Regions from separate parts of the Sus scrofa genome. Here region 2 is linked to region 1. The links are chromatin contacts, called in public targeted proximity ligation maps. All regions are on one chromosome and are shown on one strand. The core of a region is the stretch at or near the end of the contact, and the rest is flanking DNA. Distances in the headings are between cores, read along the strand shown.

Region 1 (4,342 bases), core at 755-3,254:
TTGGTGTGTGTGAAGGGCAATCGCAATATCCACAAAGAACAAGGTGGAGTTCCTGTCATGGCGCAGTGGTTAATGAATCTGACTGGGAACCATGAGGTTGCGGGTTTGATCCCTGGCCTTGCTCACTGGGTTAAGGATCTGGCATTGCTGTGAGTTGTGGTGTAGGTTGCAGACGTGGCTTGGATCCTGCGTTGCTGTGGCTCTGGCGTAGGCAGGAAGCTATAGCTCCGATTGGACCCCTAGCCTGGGAATTTCCATATGCCGAGGGTGTGGCCCTAGAAAAGGCAAAAAGACAAAAAAAAAAAAAAAAAAGAGTAAGAGCCTACAAGAAGATACACTCCTTTTCAAGCATATTGAGTAACCAGGGTTCGTTGGGAGAAACAGTCTTCCAGGTCAGGAGACACCATAACACTGATGCAAACCAAGATGCTATTAGAGTCAGGGACCACAGGCGCCCATGCCAACTTGCATCAGAATCCCAACCTCTGGCCTCTCTTGGCTAGCTGCCTTTCATTGGTTGGACCCTGGTCCTGCTGATGACCAGATGGCAATGGAAAGACTAGGGAGGTACAAGGCAGGACCCCAGAGAGGATTTTGAGGCCATGACAAACCAGATGCCTCTCTGACTTTTAGAGCATTCTGGCTATAACAGGTATACTTTGCTTTTAAAACATGGCAAGTAGCTGAGATTGTTAAGAATAAAAATGAGGAGTTCCCGTTGTGGTGCAGCAGAAATAAATCCGATTAGGAACCATGAGGTTGCCGGTTCAATCCCTGGCCTCGCTCAGTGGGTTAAGGATCCGGCATTGCCGTGAGCTGTGGTGTAGGTCGCATATGCGGCTCGGATCCTGCATTGCTGTGGCTGTGGTGTAGGCCAGTGGCTACAGCTCTGTTTAGACCTCTAGCCGGGTAACCTCCATATGCCATGGGTGCGGCCCTAGAAAAAAAACAAAAGACAAAAAGACACACACACACACACAAAAAGAAGAGTAAAAATGAACTTCCGTGTCCTGGAAGGAAGGGAGTTGGTCAAATACTAAAAGTCAAACCTAATCCCTTAGCAGGCAGGCTGTGAACAGCTAAAGAACGGGGAATTGCTTTTCAAGCTCAGATCTCTCATATGAGCAATGCCATTAATAATTGCTGATATTTAATAAGTGGTTACCACGTGCCGGGCTCTCGGCTCTGCTTTTGATGCACCTGACCTCACAATAACCCAGCTGGAGAGGAATTTTGAATTATCTCCAAATCTCATATGCAGGAAGTGAGACTTAGGTCCTGGGACTAGCACAGAACTGGGATCTGAAGTCAGGTACAGAAGTTCTGTAAGATGACTGCTAAAATGGATGCCCTCTGCAATGGTTTGCATAGAAGGGGGCCAAGGAATAACCATGTTGTTAGGTTGGGGTCTTGTGTTCTTGATGTCGCAAAGGGCAGATGCCAAGTCACTGCGTGGATGTGTTAAGTGTCCATGGATGCTGAATTGTTGGAAGAGTCCCTGTGGACCACTCCATGCCCTAACATCCCAAATGTGGGTCCAGACTTCCCGGGAGCACTCCAGCTTCCATGGAATGGGAGGCTCTGGGATGATGGTGTCCTGGGAATTGGGTGACTGAGCTGCTCATTTTGGGTTCCACCCTTTGCTGGCTGTTTGACTTCAGGCAAGGGACTTAGTCACCAGGGAACCTACTTTTCTCATCTGTAAGATGAGGATAATGAGACCTGACTCCTGCCTTCCTCACAGGGAAGCTTCCTGAGATCACCTCACCAGCGTCTTTTGATCTGCTTGAAAGAATCCTTAATTGCCTGGCCAGGCACCTGAGCAGCTGGGCGAAAGTTTTATGACCTGAGATTCCCACAACCCATAATCTGAATGCACCCAGAAGCTCTCTGAGGTTTTCAGTGATGGATTCGGCTGGCAAGCGCTCTGCCAGGCCATCAACAGAGATGTCTCAGAGCCTTAGTCATATAATAGGTGGTTTCCCAAGGCTTCCACTTATTCACGTAGTATTTCTCAAGAGCTCCTCTGCATACAAGGCAATTTCTCACCCCTCCCCAGACCTGGCCACAGCAGTGGTGTCTGGCATCATGGCATACTGCCAACTCTCCAGGACAGTGCCCAGCCACCTTAGCCAGAGCTTGGATGTGCTCTGTGCTCTCTGGTTCCTGTTTCTAAAAGGCTTCTTCAGGAGTTCCCATAGTGGCTCAGTGGGTTAGGAACCCAGCTAGTATCCATAAGAATGTAGGTTTGATCCCTGGCCTCGCTCAGTGGGTTGAGGATCCAGCATTGCCACGAGCAGTGGTATAGGTCACAGACACGATTCAGATCCCACGTTGCTGTGGCTGTGATGTCGGCTGGCAGCTGCAGCTCTGATTCCATCCCTAGCCCGGACAATTCCGCATGCCATAGGTGCGGCCCTAAAAAGCAAAAAAAAAAAAAAAAAAAAAAAAAAGAAGAAGGACTTCTGAGAGTTCCCTGGTGGCTCAGTGGGTTAAGGATCTGGCATTGCCACTGTGCCTTGGGTTGCTGCTGTGGCACAGGTTCATTTCCGGGCCCAGGAACTTCCACATGCCACAGGCATGGACAAAAAGAAAAAATAAAACAAAACAAAACAAAATAAAATAATGATCTCAGTGTGAAAGAAGGTGGGGAAAGTTGGGGAGACTGACATGACTATGGCAGTTCATGGCTTTTGGGGGAGCCCAGTGTCTGAAGGCCCTGGTTATGCTGGTTTAGGTGCCTGCGCCTTATCCTGGAAGAGAAGGAACTGGAAGCAGGAAAGTCACGTGGTCTCTACCTTCCTGACTGAGCAATCTGGCAGGTATTCTCAGACTCCCAGGCCTTTGCCAGGCTAGTGTCTATCCCCCCACCACCTCTCCATCCCTCCCCTGCATCTCCCCATTCTCCTCCTGCTGTGGTTCTACCATCTTTCATGGTCCCCTTTAAGTGCCATCTGGATCGGAGTCAAAATTCATTGTTCCTTCCTCTGGGAACTCAGAGTCCATTACTTTCAGGTTCTGCTTACTGCAGCCCACCTTATATTTTATGTCAGTTGCACCTGTTGTTTCCCTCACTGGACTGAAAGTTCCCTAAAGGGTGTGTTAACCCTGGAACATTGATGTCTGCATTTCCCACAGCACTTAGCATCCAATGCTCTGAGCCAGGCCTTTCTCAAGCTCCAGTGCCTCTGCTTATTAGCAATGTGATCTTGGACAAGTCACTTTATCTCTAAGACTTCGCGTCGTCTCATCTATAAGATGGGGATAATGATTTTTATTGCATAGGATAATTGTGAGGATTAAGTAAAGTACTCGTTAGCACCCAATAAACATCAGTTGCCCTCCTCTGCTCTCTGGCTCATAAAGATTGCTGCAACATCTTGGGAGAGCATCCCTGAGTGGGGAGGGGCTCACTTTTCCTGTGAGGCCAGGGGAAGCGTCTGGTGCAAATATGAGATCTCATCTGCACCTGCTTGCTGAGCATCTGGGAGGAAAGGCAGCATATCCATGTTATTGCCTGGAGCCTTGGTTATCAGTGGCAGTTGATGCCACTCATTCTACTCTGATCATTTTCTTTTTGACACGTTCCCTGGAACACTTATCCTTAATGTAAACAAACAAACAAACAAACAAACAAAAAATGCTGGAAAGAAATTGCCAAAACGAGTTAAATCATGTGAGTGTCCTGGTCTAGGATTATGCCCTAAACCAAGGTGGGCTCTCAGGGAGAGGAGAAACAGGGGTCTGCCTGAGCCTTGCCCATTTCTACCTGGTTGCTGCTCAGCCTGTGTACAGAATCTGCTCTGAGATGACAAGCGTCATTGTCATGGCTGTGGTTGTCCTTGACATTAGCAGCCTCCTTCTCCTTCTCTCATCTGCCATTTAGGTGGGAGAAGGACAGAACCCCACCTCCTCACCTCCCTGGCCAATCTCCGTAGCCTCCATCTGCATGCATCGCCGCATCAGTCCCTGGCCTGCTTTTGCACAAACCTGATCCTTACAGCCACCCTGTGAAGCAGGTAGAAAAACTGCTGTCATCTTCATAGGTGAGGAATCAGGTGCAAAGAAGTACAACGACTCGCCCAAGTCACTGCGCAAGCTGGGAAGGGAGTGGGGCACAGGCAGACCTGGGGCTGGGTCTCAGGTGGCTTGAAGCCTGAAGAAGGCTGTTTGAAAGAAAGGACTGCCTTGTCTCTCTTGGCAGCCAGCCCTGGTTCCTCTTGATAGAATGAGGATTTTTCTTTTTCTTTTTTTTCTTTTTTTTTTTTTGTCTTTTTAGGGCCACACCCACAGCACATGGAAGTTCCCAGTCTAGGGGCTGAATCAGAGCTGCAGCTGCTGG
Region 2 (4,342 bases), core at 1,119-3,618, 400 kb before region 1:
AGTTTTAGTGTAGGTCCGCAAGGCAGAAATTGAGGGCATTTGACAATAATTCTTTCTTAAAAACCATTACAGTTTAAGGGCTTCACTTTGTGATGAAAATAGAATTTACTGTGAATCTGAGATCTTTTAGTGTTAAAATAATCTAATATGATGTAATTTTGATGGTGCCTTTAAATGTCAATTGAGAGCATGTCTTTTAATGCAGATTTGCTAATCTGAAAATGTTCATCACAAACTTAACAGTACATTTAGGTCACATGAGATATGCAAAATGTAAGATATGGAGACATTGGAATCCATGAGTAGAACTCAGAAATCAGTTTCAGTGATAATATTTGTATCCATACATAGGCATTTACAGTGTAATCTTGTAATTATATGGATTCACAAATTAACTGTGTACCTTCGCTTGAAACATGCTCATTATAGATCTCAAAACTGATGAAATAGGGAGTGGTCATTCACGTCGCAAAAGAATTTCCTCAAGGATCCTGTTAAATGGGGAGTTCCTGGGAGTTCCCTGATGATCTAGTGGTTAGGATTTAGCACTTTCACCACTGCCACCCGGATTCAATCCCTGGTCTGGGAACTGAGATCCCACATCAAGCTGCTGCATGCCGTGGCAGACAGACAGACAGACAGATGATAGATGGTTCCTTAGGAGCATTAGAATACCTTTACTATTCCTTGTGGGTTGCTTACCCCTTCCTTCAGCATCTATTCAAAGCCACAGTGTAGTTCCACGAGGGTAGGGACTTGTGTGTTTTGCCTCCTGCTATATTCCTTGAGGTCCTGGCACAGAGTATGGACAGCACAGGTCCTCGATGGTCACGAGAATCTTCAGGAGAACTGTCATCCGCTTGAAAGCTTAGGCCCTACGTAAAGGAGCCCTGCCAGCTGTGCCAGTTCCTTGTTGCTGTGAGTGAGGGCGGACCCAGTGTTGCCAGATCTTCGGATTCTTTTGGAAAACTCAGAAACTTAGCTGATTATTTTTCAGTTACTAAATTTTGAAACCGTGGTGCAAACAAAACTGTCAGTTGGTGACCTCAGATTTTGCCTTCTCGTGATGCCATTTTCAGTGCCTTGTTATGCACGTAACAAGGGACATCAGCATTCATTTGCCCAATTAACAGTAGATCACGATTTCTTCAGAGAAGGAGATGGCTTTGCTTCAGGATACTTCAAAGTAAGGCCAGACGTGCATTTCATGTCTTTTGGGAATGTATGGTAGAAATCCAGTGGTTTCTATTGAAAAGCAGATGGAGACTTTATGGTGAAGGGCCAGGTATGGGAGTTCCTAATCCAGAAGCAGGGGAAAGGTGGAGTTATAGAGAAGACGAGCACCTCTGAAGATGGAGAAGGTGTGTGTGAGTCTTGAAGCCTGGAAGGAAGAAGAGGGAGACATAGAGGTAGTGCCAAGAGGGAGACTGTGCCTAGAAATACGTCGAATGCATTTAAACTACACCAAGTTGTGACTAACCTGACTTAATCCTGAACCTATAAATCTCTTTGTTGTAAAGTATAACTGTCTATCCAGACAGTGTGTACTGCTGGTCTGAAATTAACCAAAGCCCAAGACCCTTTAAGGCAGGAGTAATCTTATTCATCTCTGTGTTCCTCTTGTTCCTCACCCAATCAGTCAGGTAGTACTTATGGAACAGGATTATTCAACTAGAAAAAGAGGGTCAGAACCTAGTTAAGGTAGTTTGATGATAAACCTTTTCCCTTCAGTACTGTGTCATCAATAGAGAAGAGAATAAGAAGAGGAAGAAAATTATTAGCACGTACAGGGTTGGGCTCTAAAGTCAGCAGCAAAGGTTAAGAACTTATATTGTCTTTGAAAAGCCTTTAAATTACTCAAAAAAGGCCACATACTTGGTTTTGTGATTATAACCTGTTATAGTGATATGTTGGTGTAAATGTGTAGTGTAGACAGTAATATCATTTTTAATACCATAGTGGCATCATGCTCAAGAATTGAGTTTGGCTCACTTTGTGTGACTGCTTAGAACATTTGAGCAAATGTATAAAAATTTAAGTTTGTGGCCCTTCTGTAGACACTTGTATCCTCTCTGTGGCTCTCAGTAGCTCTTCATTTTTCCCTTGATGTTGATGAAGCCATCATCATTTGCTGCGTGACCGTGCATTGTTGGGAAATGGTGAAAGTCATAAGTTTCATAAGAGACATTGGCTTTTTCAGGCAGAATTGCATCCCTGGCCTGAGAACTCATAGTCATTGAATGAAAGCTATGCCCTATGCATTTTTATTCTTCGTGTATTTGCCTCTCTCTCTCTCTTCCTCTTCTCTGTGAGTCATTCCATCTGATTCTTGTGTCTTTCTGCTTTCTTTGTGTTTCCCACCCCATATGGTTTCTCTTTCCCGTAGGGCATTACTTAACTTCAGTGGTAGCTAAATGCTACCATTCCCATCTGAATGATGAAGCAGCTTCAGAGAGATTAAGTGATATGCCTGAGGTTGCAAAACTCTAAGCAAGCAGTAGAATTGGAAGACAGAAGATGCCAGGGGGAGGGAGAATTAGGAAGAGCTATGACCCTTCCTCTCTCTTCTGTTTCATAAAGTTGTTATTTCCTAGGAGTTTTTACATTTTAAAGCAGATTTGGAATGCCAAGTAAATAACTGAATTAGTGAAGAAAAAAGATAAATTCAACTTAGATTGTTTCTGGACTTCCCATGTGGCTCACAACAAATTAGATTATTTCTGTTGTGGCGAAGTTTTAGTCAGGCCATTAAGCAATCAGGGAGCTCTTTGGTAGTGAAAGACTGGCTCTCCTACATGTGCATTATAATAAACAGCAAAGATGCCCATCTGCTCTGCCTTCATTCTAGATTTTCCCTGGTCCTTTTCAAAGACAGTAAAAATAGAAGTAATAACCAAGCTTTCTATAGTGCTTACTACATATGGTACTTAGTCAATACCTGTTGAATTAATGAATAATGTACAGGCATTGTTTGAGGACCTACCTATACAAGGGGTGTGGTATTTGTGTACATTATTATAGCAAATGTATACAAATGGATACTTTATTATTTCTGACAACACTGCACGAGAACTATACCCATTTTATAGATTAGAAAATATGCAAAGAGAGGTAATACGATTTCCGTAAGACCATAAGTGCAGAAATTCAAACCCAGGTTTTGGTGACACCAAAATTCATGTTCTTTCTCCCGTATGCCGTGCCAATGCTTCAAAACACTTTCATGCTTTTTCTTGTCTCAGTTCAAGCAAGCATCTCATTCATCTCTTAAAAAAACGGATGTGTCATAGGACTCTTGAGTAGAGAGCAGTGTGTTTGGTCTCCCAAATCACAGATCTGCCTTGATAGCCTCTGATGACACTGGTGGAAGCTGCTTCATCTGGCTGAGAGAGAATCTTTTGCTTAGTCCCTTCCATGTAGAGGTCAGGGAGTAGGGGGTCACATCAGGCATTAGGTAGCACTTAATGTGTGCATGACATTGCCTTCAGTGCTGCCCCGAGACAAACAGGTAGCAGCTGAAGTCCATTTTATAGACAAAAAAGTGAGACTTATAAAAGGCAAGTGGGTTGGTCACAAGGTAAGTTTCAGAGTGAGACTTAAAACTGAGCCCTCCTCTGCCAGATCTCATGGTTTGGGCAACACATTCAGTAAATGGTGCCTAGGAATGCCATTTCCGGTGTGAATAGTTAACCGCGCTATGGCCGAGAGGGGCAAGATATTTATTGCGCCACAAGTTTAGAACAAGTTCCATGAAATGTATTTCAAGCATAACAACAGTAATCCCATGCACGCACATCATCCCTTTTGATCTTTGTGACGTCCACGTGCTGGAGAAGAATGTGTGAAAAATGCAGGTTCTGTTTTTAGCTGACTGAATCCTGGAGGGGACATATTTCCCCGGTGTCTCAGAGTCAGGAGGTCACAAGGATAAATACATGGCTGAGGAAAGGGGAAGCTTTAGGATGAGAGATGGCTCTAATTAAAGTTATTAGGAAAGAAGGGTTCCGTTATCAAGGGAGAAATGAGTCAGCAGCAAGTTTAAACACACTGTGAACTATGGGTGTTTCTCTGCCGGTGGCTTATTTTGAGAGAGTGTGATGCCATCTGTGTCCAGAAAGCAGCCTAAACCTAGAATAGGAATAAATGTCCTGGGGACAGGACACATCATGCTTAAGAAAAGAATTATCTTGTTAAGTCATTAACTCTGAGGTCGGGAGGATTTACGTTTTATAGTCATTAGATGTGTGTAATGGGTACCCCTTTGTAGCCAACACCTCCCCCCTTTTCCAGCTCCTGGCAACCACCTTTTTTTTTTTTTTCTCCATATAGTTTTAACTTTTCC

Evidence for each region.
Region 2: a targeted proximity ligation map of alveolar macrophages shows a contact between it and region 1, with 7 times the contacts expected there. A contact is called at or near these places in 1 of 47 Hi-C or Micro-C datasets (fibroblasts) and 1 of 2 datasets of targeted methods (alveolar macrophages).

The regions. Positions count from the first base shown.
Region 1 is chr4:14,106,138-14,110,479 of Sscrofa11.1, reverse strand. No RefSeq gene overlaps it. Among named protein-coding and RNA genes, the nearest start is that of TRIB1, 190 kb to the left of the region's middle.
Region 2 is chr4:14,509,982-14,514,323 of Sscrofa11.1, reverse strand. All of the region lies in intron 4 of NSMCE2 (E3 SUMO-protein ligase NSE2), which reads left to right. Among named protein-coding and RNA genes, the nearest start is that of WASHC5, 86 kb to the left of the region's middle.